2 separate regions of the Mus musculus genome follow, and region 2 is linked to region 1. Evidence: chromatin contacts called from public promoter capture Hi-C data. All regions are on one chromosome and are shown on one strand. Each heading gives the region's core, a stretch centred on a gene start, on an enhancer-like site or on the middle of the called end of the contact. The rest is flanking DNA. Distances are from core to core; before and after follow the strand shown.

The links. Promoter capture Hi-C pulls out the DNA fragments that hold promoters and counts their contacts.
Region 2: a promoter capture Hi-C map of liver shows a contact between it and region 1, with 2.5 times the contacts expected there. The contact joins two enhancer-like sites.

Annotation. Positions count from the first base shown.
Region 1 is chr9:22,162,143-22,167,984 of GRCm38.p6, reverse strand. No RefSeq gene overlaps it. Among named protein-coding and RNA genes, the nearest start is that of Pigyl, 8.2 kb to the right of the region's middle. Within about 2 kb of position 2,949, at least 232 of the 459 cell types and tissues checked have an H3K27ac peak or open chromatin away from gene starts, as enhancers often do. A contact at or near this core is called in liver, where this site is marked.
Region 2 is chr9:24,510,540-24,516,381 of GRCm38.p6, reverse strand. No RefSeq gene overlaps it. Among named protein-coding and RNA genes, the nearest start is that of Dpy19l1, 10 kb to the right of the region's middle. Within about 2 kb of position 3,706, at least 42 of the 459 cell types and tissues checked have an H3K27ac peak or open chromatin away from gene starts, as enhancers often do. A contact at or near this core is called in liver, where this site is marked.

The DNA of each region.
Region 1 (5,842 bases), core at 1,700-4,199:
CTTCACAGAGATCCCAGGAGGCAGACATAGGTTCCCCATGGCTGCTCAGAAGGCACTGCACTGCCTGAGCTACCGCGCCACCTCCTACCCTCCTATCATGGGACAATCCTTTCTGTTCTCAGTGAGTTACCTTAGGATCCTGCCCTGATTTCTGTACCAGTCTTCAATATTCTGGTCCCATCTCTCCCCTGCAACGCAGAGTGGAGAAAACGGAGTTATTAGAGAGAATGTATGAGACTCCAGGATCTGGATCTGCTGCAATGATGCTATGGTTAGTATCAGAGAGTTCCTTTTCCACAGTTCCAATCATGGACCAGCAATGACGGGCAGAGCGTGTTTGTGTAACTGGAAAAGTAACGGGGAGATGTCATCCTTACCCACAGAGGCCAAGTTCATAAAGATCTCCCCGACAACTTCTCTGTAAAGGTTCCTCTGGGACGTGTCCAGCAGAGCCCACTCCTCCTGGGTGAAGTTCACAGCCACATCCTCAAAGGTCACTGAGTCCTGAAATGTCCCATATGTGTTTACAAGAGGAAGAGAGATACGTATGTATTCACAGAGATCTGCATTCAGTCCATAAAACATTCCCGTGAGGGGTTGCAGTGTTGGCTCAGCAGTTAGGAACGTTTCTGAGGGTCTTCAGAGGGTCTGAGTTCAGTCCCTAGCACCCACACTGGGTTGCTTGCTCACAACCACTACTAGCTCCACATTCAACACCCTCTTCTGGTCTCCTTGCAGTGAGGCAGGGCAGCACATCATATTCTAACACAGACACATAAATAAAAATGGTGTGTCGGCCTTAGACAGTGTCTGGCTGTTGCCCCAGGCCAATCTCCAACTCATGCTCTTCCATCCAATCCTTTTCAAGGCTGGGATGACAGCTGGGGCCACCAGGTCGAACTTGTTGACAGATTTATCACAGGCCCATTTTTTTTCTCTCTGCCTCCCTTTAAAATTGTGCAGGACGGACTGGCCAGATGATGCTGCGCTACCAGAGGACCCAGGTTCAGTTCCCAGCACTCTCAAGGTGGCGCACCACCATCTGTAACTCCAGTTCCAGGAGTTCTGGCGCCCTCTTCTGGCCTCTGAGGGCAAAACATGTTGTACTGACATACTTGCAGGCATATACTTAAACGTGTAAAATAAACGTGAACGTTTAAACCTAAAAGTGTACAAGGAAATCAGCAGACAGACAGACAGACAAGACAGACAGAGAGCGGACAGGAGGGAGAGGCATGAGCACCTAGAGCCGATTACATCTTCACAGTCCTGAGCCTTAGCGCATCCTCCACTTTGCCTACTCCCTAGTCAGCACTGAGACACACGCTGAAACAAAGCACCCTAAAACCCCCTGCTAGCAGGGCTTGGCTCACCCTGAAACAGCTTAATAGCTATGTTTCTGCACAGTTTTTAAACTAATTTTTTTTTCCCAGACAGGGTATCTCTGTGTAACCATGACTGTCCTGGAGCTTACTCTGTAGTCCAGGCTGGCCTCGAACTCAGAAATCCACCTGCCTCTGCCTCCCGAGTGCTGGGATTAAAGGCGTGCACTACCACTGACCGGCTAAACTAAATTATTTATTTATTTATTTATTTATTTATTTATTTATTTATTGGCATGCACGTGCCACAGAGGGTCCTCCATTCTAGCTTGCAGCAGGTGGCATGAGGGGGGGGCACTGAGTCTCACGTGTTACTTTTTCGTATGTAGGTGTTTTGTCTGCATGGGTGTCAGCAGGAGATAGAGCTCAGGCAGTGGCTTTAAAGACAGCTGAGGACAGCCATGTGACTGCTGGAAATCAAACCTGGGTCCTCTTAATCACTAAGCCAACTCCCCAGCCCTTTGTTTCCCTTTTTAATGAAAAACTGCGACTCAAACGAGTAACGCCCTTAAAGGTGACACCAGCCAGCCAGGAAAGGAAGTACTTAGGAGTTGTACCTCAAGGGCAAGGGACCCAGAAAAAGGTTTCAAAAAAACCTTAATTTCAATGTCTGTGCCCAGGAAGACACTGAGAGGGCAGGTCTACACATCTTACAGTTCCAGAAAGCTTCATGCAGACAGCAACAAAACACAGAGCTTTGTAACAGCCATTCGGCCAAATCTGGAATCCTTTCCCTGTAACCCCACCAACTGGAAAGCTGAGACAGACAGGATTATTAGTTTGAGACCATCCTGAATTGCAAAGTGAAACTTGTACAATGCATACATGCTAATACACACACACACACACACACACACACACACACACACACACACTGGAGATACAGTTCAATGATAAAGCTCAAAGCCCTGGGTCCTGTCCTCAGCACTGCAAAGATCAGTCAACCAACCAAACCAACCTTGCCCTAAAGAAAAGTTGTAATTAAAATAGCGTGTGTGTGTAGGATGTAGAAAAGTCACCAGATGCGATTGTACAGATTTGTAATCGAAATACTTGGGACTTGGGAGGTGAAGACCAGAGGATGAGGAGTTAGCATGGAGAGAGTACTGACCAGCAGGCTGGAAGCCATGCATCCACCCCCAGTACCGCTTAAACCCAGGCTAGAAGAGACTAGAAACCCTGCGGAGAGAGTGGGGGTTGGGGGGGGGGGCGGATGAGAGAGGGGAAAGAAAAAAAAAAAAAAAGACAGTGACCTGGAGAGGGGTTGCTGCTACTGGAAATGTGGAAAGGGGGAACCGGAAACGAAGGCCTCCACTGGCTGCTGATTTTGAAAAGCTACGCTGGAATAGGGTCGCTAATTTGAGACCTCCGGTAAACAGAGACAACACTGGGGAAGTCGGCGCCACTTAGGGAGCAGTGATGGGCTGGGGACCCTCAGGCCACAGCTCTTGCACACTCAGCAGCCAGGATGCAGCTGCCGCCACGCCCACTCCACGGCGGTGCGGAGAGCAGAGCCCGGCGGAGCCAAACCGAAGCGAGCCGAGCCGGTGGCAAACTGGGGCGCAGACTCCCGAGTGACGCAGCGTCACGCAGCAGTCACTCCCCGGCTGCACTCACCATCGCGTCCTCCCGGAGGTCCTAAGAATGCCTCCCTCCCGGTTCCCGGTTCCCCGCAGGGCACAGCAGGACCCGGGCGGGGGCAGACAGCCTGAGTGACAACTACCGAGACAGACCCGACCACCCGAGCCTCGCGAGTGAGAGACTCAGTCTCTTTGGTGGCTTTGCGTGGCAGCGTCCCGCCCCGGCTAGCGGCGCGTCTCCTTGGACAGTTACTGCAGTCCCGCCCCTTCGCCCTGCGCATCGAGGGGAGAAAAACTAGGGTTAAATTTGCTCAAGACAATTGCTCAGGTTGCTGTGGATTGCAACCCCTTTGGGGGCTGGAGACGGGGATCGAAAGACCCTGTTAAAAAGGGTCGTTTTACGAGCATCACAAGACACAGGGTTTTGTTTTGTTGTTTTAAGACACGGTTTCTCTGTATGACCCTGGCTCTCCTGGAACTCACTCTGTAGTAGAGGCTGGCCTCTAACTCAGAAATCCGCCTGCCTCTGCTGGGATTAAAGGAGTGTGCCTCTGTCACCGAGCTAAAACATATATTTACATTACAATTCATAACACTAGCAAAGTCATAGTTATGAAGTAGCTATGAAAATAATTGTATGGCTTGGGGTTACCATAACATAAGGAACTATATTTAAGGGTCGCAGCATTAAGAAGGCTGAAACCATTGCTCTAGAATCTCAAGTCGATTGGGGCTACTGAGGAGAAACATAAAGGCTTTTTTATTTTTTATTTTTTGGACATAGGGTCTCATGTAGCCCAGACTGGCCTCAAGTAAGCTGTGTGGCCGAGGATGTACTTGAACTCCTGGTCCTTCTGTCTCTTGAACGCTGGGATTACAGGTGTGTATGCTTTCATACCCAGCTGGGTTTATGGTGTGTTGGGGATGTCACCGAGGGCCTTCTTCCTGGTAGCCACTCTACCCAAAAGGCTCTACCTCTAGTCATTGGCTTCCAACTCCCTGAGTACTCAAATTTCTTTCATGGGCCACCAGGACACCTTTCTGAGTCACTAAGGAGTGTGGTCCCATTAGTTTTTCGGTAGACGGGTCATGACGGTATTAATAGATCACCTGTGTTGTCTTTCAGGAACTCTGAGCTTGCTTTTGTTCATCTCAAACTACTAAAAGTTTTAGAACAGGATCGATGGAAAGTAAGAGGCGGACCTCCACAGAGGTCCTTTGGCCAGGACAATGAAGGATATTTACATTACAATTCATAACACTAGCAGAGTCATAGTTATGAAGTAGCTATGAAAATAATTTTATGGCTTGGGGTCAGAGCTTGGGGTTTTGTAGGACAGCAAAGGGAAGTTCGGGGTGGATGATCCCATCTGCAGATCTGTTACCTCGAGAAGCCTCGGCGGTGTAGATACAGAGGAACACCGGTGTGGTCCGAGCTCCGGTGTGCAGATGTTATCAGCCTGTCCGGTTTCCCAGTCAATAACCCTTCAGAAAACACCCACTGCTCATTACTAAGGGCAGAATGCCTGTGAGGAAACCAGAGATGTAACTTCAGTTAACAGAGTCCTTCCTTGCCTAGGATTCAAGAATCCCTGGGTTCAGTCCCCAGGGATTAAGAAAATAAAAAGGCCCAGTGTGGTGCTGCTTTCCTTTAACTCAGCCCTCCAGAGGCAGAGCCAGAGCCAGAGGCAGAGGCAGGTAGGTCTCTGAGTATGAGGCTAGACAGGTTTATATATCAAGCTCCAGGCCAGCCAAGGATACACAGACTATGTTTCAAAGAGATAAAATAATTTTAAATTATTTCTGGAGGGGAAATGCACATTACGGCATGGGTGTGATGTACTTAGACCCCTGCATGCATGGCAGGTGGAGGCCCAGGGGTGGTCTGACCTCACATGCTGTCTTACGTAACGGCTTCTCCTCATGACCTCACATGCTGTCTTACCTAACGGCTCCTCCTCAGTTCCGCTTCTTTATCTCTTAAGTACCCCTAAGCCTTACCCCAGCTCAGGACGCCAACTGAAGAACTGGATCCCCCATGTTGTATCTGACTGTCTCTTGTCTTTGCAAAGCTCGTTTCAAATGGGCAACAGAACCTGGTTGAGTAACATCAAATTGGATTTAAAAAAACAAAAATTCTAGAATGTTAGCCCCAAAGGAGGCCAAGAATGTTTCGAGTTTATTGGCTACTAAAGTTTATTTTTACTGAAGCCATGGCCCACAACACACACACACACATGCTTTACACACTCATCACAGGCCTACAACCACTCTCGCAGTGAGCCACTCTCATCTCTCCTGTGTAGCACAGGTGTGCTTCGTTGTTCTTCAAACAGTTGCAGAAAAGGCCCTTCAGCCTGTCCAGAGAAGGAAGGGGAGAGCTGGGCCTCTGAGGGATAGGGCCGTGGATGTGAGACTTCTTCCTGTGCCGTTGGAAGACTCGAAGGCAAAGGGCTACATGGGGAACAGGGGCAGACAAAACGCACGCACACCACAGATCCTCCTGTCCATGACCATGAGCCTCCTCGCCATCTGGGGAGGGGTGGTGCTGTCTGCCGGCTCCCACCCCTCACACAGGAAGGAACAAGGCAAGCTACTCAAGCGTAAGCACAGGTGGAGGGAAGGCTTGGGGCAGGAGACCCCCATCTCCATGGCCCCCTCCCCAGCTGTGACTTCTGATCCCCCTAAGCTAACAGCAACAATAAGAAGATTTATTTATATTACTTATTATCTGTCTGTTTGTATCGGTACCTGGGTGCATGTATGAGTGCAGTTGTCTGAGGCTGTCAGAAAGGCACTGAGTTACAGGTGAAAGAGTAGTAAACTCAGTGCTCCAAGGTATGCTAATCATAAAACAGATAGTGACATTCCTCTACCCAC
Region 2 (5,842 bases), core at 2,457-4,956, 2.3 Mb before region 1:
TACACTGCTTTGGGAGTTGGCGCATTCAGCCAGGAGGTTTTCATCCTTTGCTGATGACAGTCTCTAGGGCTAGGCTTCTCTTGGGAACTTTTCCATTTGTAATGCCCAGAGCCTGGGCTGGGAAGAAGTACACATCTGAGGCTGGTATCCTGAGGATGGCTGGTACCTCTCGCTGCCACAGTGGGGTCTCTCCTTCTGCACCTCCTGGCATGGTGACCAACTGGATCCAAAAGTGCTTGTCTCAGGTGGAATTGCCAGTTTCTTTTGTGATTAGCTGCTCTGGGACCAGGAGGCTGGTCACCGTGTTATTTCCAGCACTCATTCCTGGGGGCAGAGAGAAGTATTGCCTGGGATCCTGGAAGCAAGCCCAAACCCCTCAGAATCAAAGGATATGTAGGTTGTTTGGAGAGTCCAGCGGGCCTAAGTTTCTCATCGGTTAAGTGCAGCTGATAACTTGCAATGGAGTTCCGTGGAGCATGGGGGCATAGCTGGGCTGATGAGGCAGATGGAGTCACCTGGTGAACACTGGCATTCTGCCCAAACAGAATATGGAGGAAGACTAACTTGCAGCTGGCACTATATGCCTTACTGCTTTGAGCCTGAAAGTCACAGTTTCTCATTCACAGGGCACTACAGAACAGATAACCACCCAAACAGTAAAAAAGAGTATTTTCCCCCCTTTAGAGTAGCATTAAAGTCATTTTGAATGAGACAGGAATATTGCCAGTCAGTAGTTTTGCTTTTGATCCAAATCAAGTGCTTAGACCTGTCACTCAATCTCCGTCCAGCAGGCTCAGTCAAGAGCGGTAGTGAGTTAGTTGCCATTGGCGTAGTTACCAGAAACCATTCCATTTGTGTAAGATGGATAAACATCTTGTTTTATACTCTTTTCAGTAGTCATACAGTTACGTTCATCAACTCTTGGTTTAGAAACATTAAAAAGACAGCTGTATGAGCCCACCCACTCAGGAAAACATCAGGTGCTCAAGTACAGGAGTGTTTGGAGTGAGACTGGACTTTGGAAAGGGCCTGGAACCAAAGACTAGTGGCACATGGCATTTTCTGACTGGGACATTTTGTCCCCCCTCCTTCCTTCCTTTCCCCTCCCTCTTTCCCTTACTCTTCTCTCAGTGTGCTGTACACCTCCTCTGGTGTCATGCCGCCCCTACCACGTTCCTTTTCTGAGTTGGAGCTCCGCCCTTGCCTAACTCAATGCTCGCCCAGTACAACAGTACTATCCATCACAGACTTGGGATTCATGGTGAGGGCTATCTTCAACAATTCATTGCCGAGTTAGGGCAGAGCATGGCTTTCTTCATATTTGCCCTCAAAATCACACCTGTTGCCCAACCCCTAGTAGGCCCTGAAGTTCCAAATCAATGTTGTTGTTGTTTTTAATCCTCAAATTCCCCAACCAACAAGGCCTTGAGAATGTTGAGATAATTAATTGATATATTAGTATGAACTTATATCTCTTATGGCCATTGTGATCATTTGGAATCTAGCCAAAGGAAACATACTGATGTTTCAAAACTAACTTCCCCCATATAATTTCTTCTTTTTAATGAAATATCCTCAAATGCGTTCTATGTAAGAAAGGACTGGGGGAAAGAAGATATATAAGAATACTGAACTGAATCCTGAAGCCCTGGCATTTCCACACAGACATTATGTAGATCCTTTGGCTTTTGTCTAAATAACACTCATGTGTGGGTTGAATTCAGCAGTGTATCACTTAGTATCTGCAGCCCAGAGACACACACGGGATCCACGAAGCTATTCATTTGAAATGAAAAAGAACATAATTTGGGGGTGGATTTCTGGAAGAAACGTGAAGGCAAGAGGAAATAAGCACTGAGAGCAGAGCAGTCAGAGTTCACCCTTTCCAGGGCGACTGACATCCATCTCGGTTTTGCTTTTATTAAAGCTTTGCAGACTCTTCTAACTGGATGGGAATGCAAGACGTGTGTGCTTCCTCCCTTCAGGGTACCAACGAATGACTCCACTAAAGTGACGTGACTGCTGTGGCACATCTGAGGACCAAATGACCCCAGGAAGCACTTACATGTGTCCCTGGAGAAGCCCTGATTTCTTCCTTCATGATGAGTCACGTGACCTTTCAGAGACCATTCCCAGTCAAGGAATTGAATTCTTTAGCAACAATAACTCTGGGCCTTATCCTGAAGCCTGGGGTCCTCCCCAGATGCCCCAAGCTTACTCTGCAGGCATCCTAGAAACCCCCATTCCTAGTTCCCAGCCGCTACTTGGCACTACAGGCTTTGGTTTTACCACCAAGTACTGTTTTAAAAATCTGTTTTCAGGAAGGCTGGAAGACTGACATGCACTGCTGATGTCTTGTTTTGTGTGTCTTCCAACTACGTTTCCAACTTGGTTATATAAATATCCCCCATTCACGTTTATTTTCCAAGCCAGTGGCTTCCTAGCCATGATGGTGTCACAACACACTGGCGTGCTGCTATGGGCTGTGAGCAATGGAAAAGTCATTTGTTACTAACAATAGAATGTCAGTCTGCCAGGGGCTTAGTTATACGTATATAAATTAAAGGGAAGTCAACTTAATCCCCATAAAATGCCACACTCTGTTGCTCTGTACATACTTCTGAAAGCCTATGATTGGAATGACGGCCACATTTCCAAAGAAGTAATTTTGAGGTTTTAAGAGAAAGTACAAAACACAGTGCCTGGCCTTTCATGTACACTGTAACAGCAAATGCAGTAGTATTAGGGCAGAGTAGGAGAGACCTGCTTGAGTCTACTCTTGACCTGCTGTGTAACCTTGAATGAGTTACTCAGTGTCTCTGTGTCCTTCTGCTACGATACTGGGAATGACAGCACGCACCTTGCACAATGCAGTGAGAATTACACATGCTCATGTTTGGCAAGGACTGAAACAGTGCCAGTACCTTTGAGTGTTCCCATTTAGAACACTGAGGTTTCCCCCTTGCTTTTGCCCTGCTGTCTGACCAGTCTGCCTTTGGGTGGGAAGAGCAAACTCGCCTTTACTGTGATGAGTAACTCTGTACTGTAGTTGGAGCAGACAGGCGAGGTAGCAGCCTGATTGCAGCAGGTGGCTTGTCACGGGGCTCCAGGGTAGTTTCTTTGAGGCACTACACTAGCTGTGGGAGAGACTCCAAACAGTTGTGTTACCTCTGTTCCAGTTTCCAGTGAACTGATCCTCACTAACTGGCTCCCTTCCTCCTCTCTATCTGCCTGTGTTCTTTGCCTTTACTGTCCTTGTCAGGGCTCTCTGTCCTCCTTACCTTTCCTTGGAATCTTTCTCCCAACGATCTTATAGAGTCAGGGGCTTTGAGAACACATACAGCTGGCAAACATGGCCAGCGAAAGCAATGCAGTCAGATCCCTATAGTGTTCAATGAGGAAAACAGATGTGCAGACTGGGCCTCTCACTCTTGGAAGTTTCATCATCTCCCTGCATAGCCTCTACAGCTTGACTGGGCTTCATAGCAGTGGATGGGTCTGCCCTGACTGTCTGGCGTGCTCCCCAGGGCTGGTTCCTTCAGTCTCTCCTTGCACACTTGACTCCCATGGAGAAAATAATACTGAAGGTTCAACTTTGAAGAGAATACTGAAAGTACCCTGTAGGTAACTTCTTAGAGGCCTGGTTGTATATATTCCATCATGGGAGAGAAGAAAGGAGAACAAACTTAGGTCTGTGTGTATTTCAGAGCTACAACAAGATGCAAAGGGAACCACAGATCAGTGTGTGTGTCAGCTTTCCCACAACACTGTTTTAGATGCAGCTGCAAATAAACTTGGTATCACCAAGCAAGACACAACACTCAACTATCACCAGGAAAGACCACTGTACCATCCGATCAGAGGAATCCAGCGGCTCCACTTGACTTTCTCTGACTTTCACACTTGAAGCAATTGAGAACTGGAGGAAGTTCAGAAGAGTCTGGAAGGACACTGGGCTGTAAGTGTAGTTAAGTTACTGTGTTCATCTCCAGACATCTCACCGACACCACCATATAGCCCTCAAGCATGGCTGGAAGCCTGTAGCATGTGCAGTTCCAGGGCCAAGGATAGAATCTAGGCCCATCTGCTTCTTTTGTTGACTGTACTGTAAGAACACACTGCTGTCCCCTGTCTGAATGCTCATTTTGTCTCACAGCAGTAGCAATGGTGGTTTCTGTTCCTCTCACGACTGCTCAGAGGTCACACAAAGTATTACTCCCAAGACTGTTGGAACCTACGATGGTTTTTTTTTTTACTGCTCCACAAGCAAGGTCAAGGCCAGTAGCACATGATTTCACCATACTTTGTACTTTGGATCTTCTGAAGTAGCATTGATTTCCAATGCACAATAGCCACAGGTCAGGGACAGACGTCAATAGTAGATGCAGTGAGTTCTCTTCTCAATAGACCAGTTCTCTTCCACACTACTCTCCCCTTCCCTGTTGTTTGCTACAAAACTTAGTCAGAGCTTCTTGGCAGGCAAAGCAAAGTGTTCCCTCACTGAGCAGTGTGTATGTTGATTGGGTCATCTGGAGGTAGAAGTGAATCATCTGCAGCTGCCCCTTCATATTTAGTTAACTGACAGAAAAACAGTATCTCTCACACAAGCTTACTTTAACTGGATACTTGTTTAGTAAGCAAAATTACTAAATCTCTAAACACCTTAACTTTAAAATATATCTGCTAGATTACTTAAAAATAATGACTATTTTGAAATGAATAGTGAATGTTTCAGGTGGGAGAACTTTCATCAGTCGTGGCCTACTCACTCCAAATCTGTATCAGATTTCAGCCAAACAAGACCTCATATGCTTACGAAACAGATATGCACTGTTCATTACTGGTAAGATTATTACAACAAATGCCCAAGATAGCCAACTTTTTAAGAGAAATATTCATTTTGGCTTATGGTTTGAGTGATTGCAGTCCATGATTGGCTAGTTGTGTTACTGTCGGCCTATGGTAAGGGAGTATACTTCAGTGGAAGGCAGGATAGAGCAAAAGTGTATACTTTGTGCCCAGGAAGTAACTTGGTTGCTAGGAAACATGATGCAGAAGATTGAAGGGTAGTCAGAGAAGATGCAGAGACCACTTTGGATGTGTTTGAAGGTTTTGATAGATTATAGGAGAGAAATGACAGATGTTGATGGGCCAGATGCCTAGGATTATAGATTGATCAATTTGAGGAATTACAAAACGGAAGAATAACTTCCTGGATTGGGGGAATGCTTACATGCTCAGGTGAAGACACTAGAGAAAACATGGGTTGTGATTTGGGCATTTGCGGCACCAGGGGAAGTTCTAGTACAAGTATTGAGTGGGCAGTGATGTATTTGGCTCTGCAAGTCAGAGAGGGGAATTGAGGGCATAGGTTTAGATATGTGTAGCAAAGAATGTGATTATTAAGCTTAATTGTCAGTATGAGTAGATTTAGAATCCCCTAGTAAACTGAGGTACATGTTAGGGTGTTTTGTGTGGGTGTTTACAGAAAGATTAATTGAGGGGGAAACATATCCAGAGTGTCTGTTAGCCTGATCCCATGGGCTGCAGGCCTGAGTGGCTCTCCTTTCTCCCATGACCTGGCTGCCATTATGCAAACAGCTGCCCTCTGCAACACACTTCACTGTCAACATATGTTGCTAATACAAAGTCAGAACATTGCCTGGGGAAAATGGCATAAAAAAGAGAAGAGGAAGCTTTCAAATCCTGGGGAAATGAGTATTTGTAAGCAAGATGTACTTTCAAAGGAGAACAAAATAAAAGCAGACAAAGGAATCTCAAATCCTGGGAGGGTGGTTCAGAGGGACCACAGGAAGTGAGTGACCAAGTGTGGTAGAGAAGA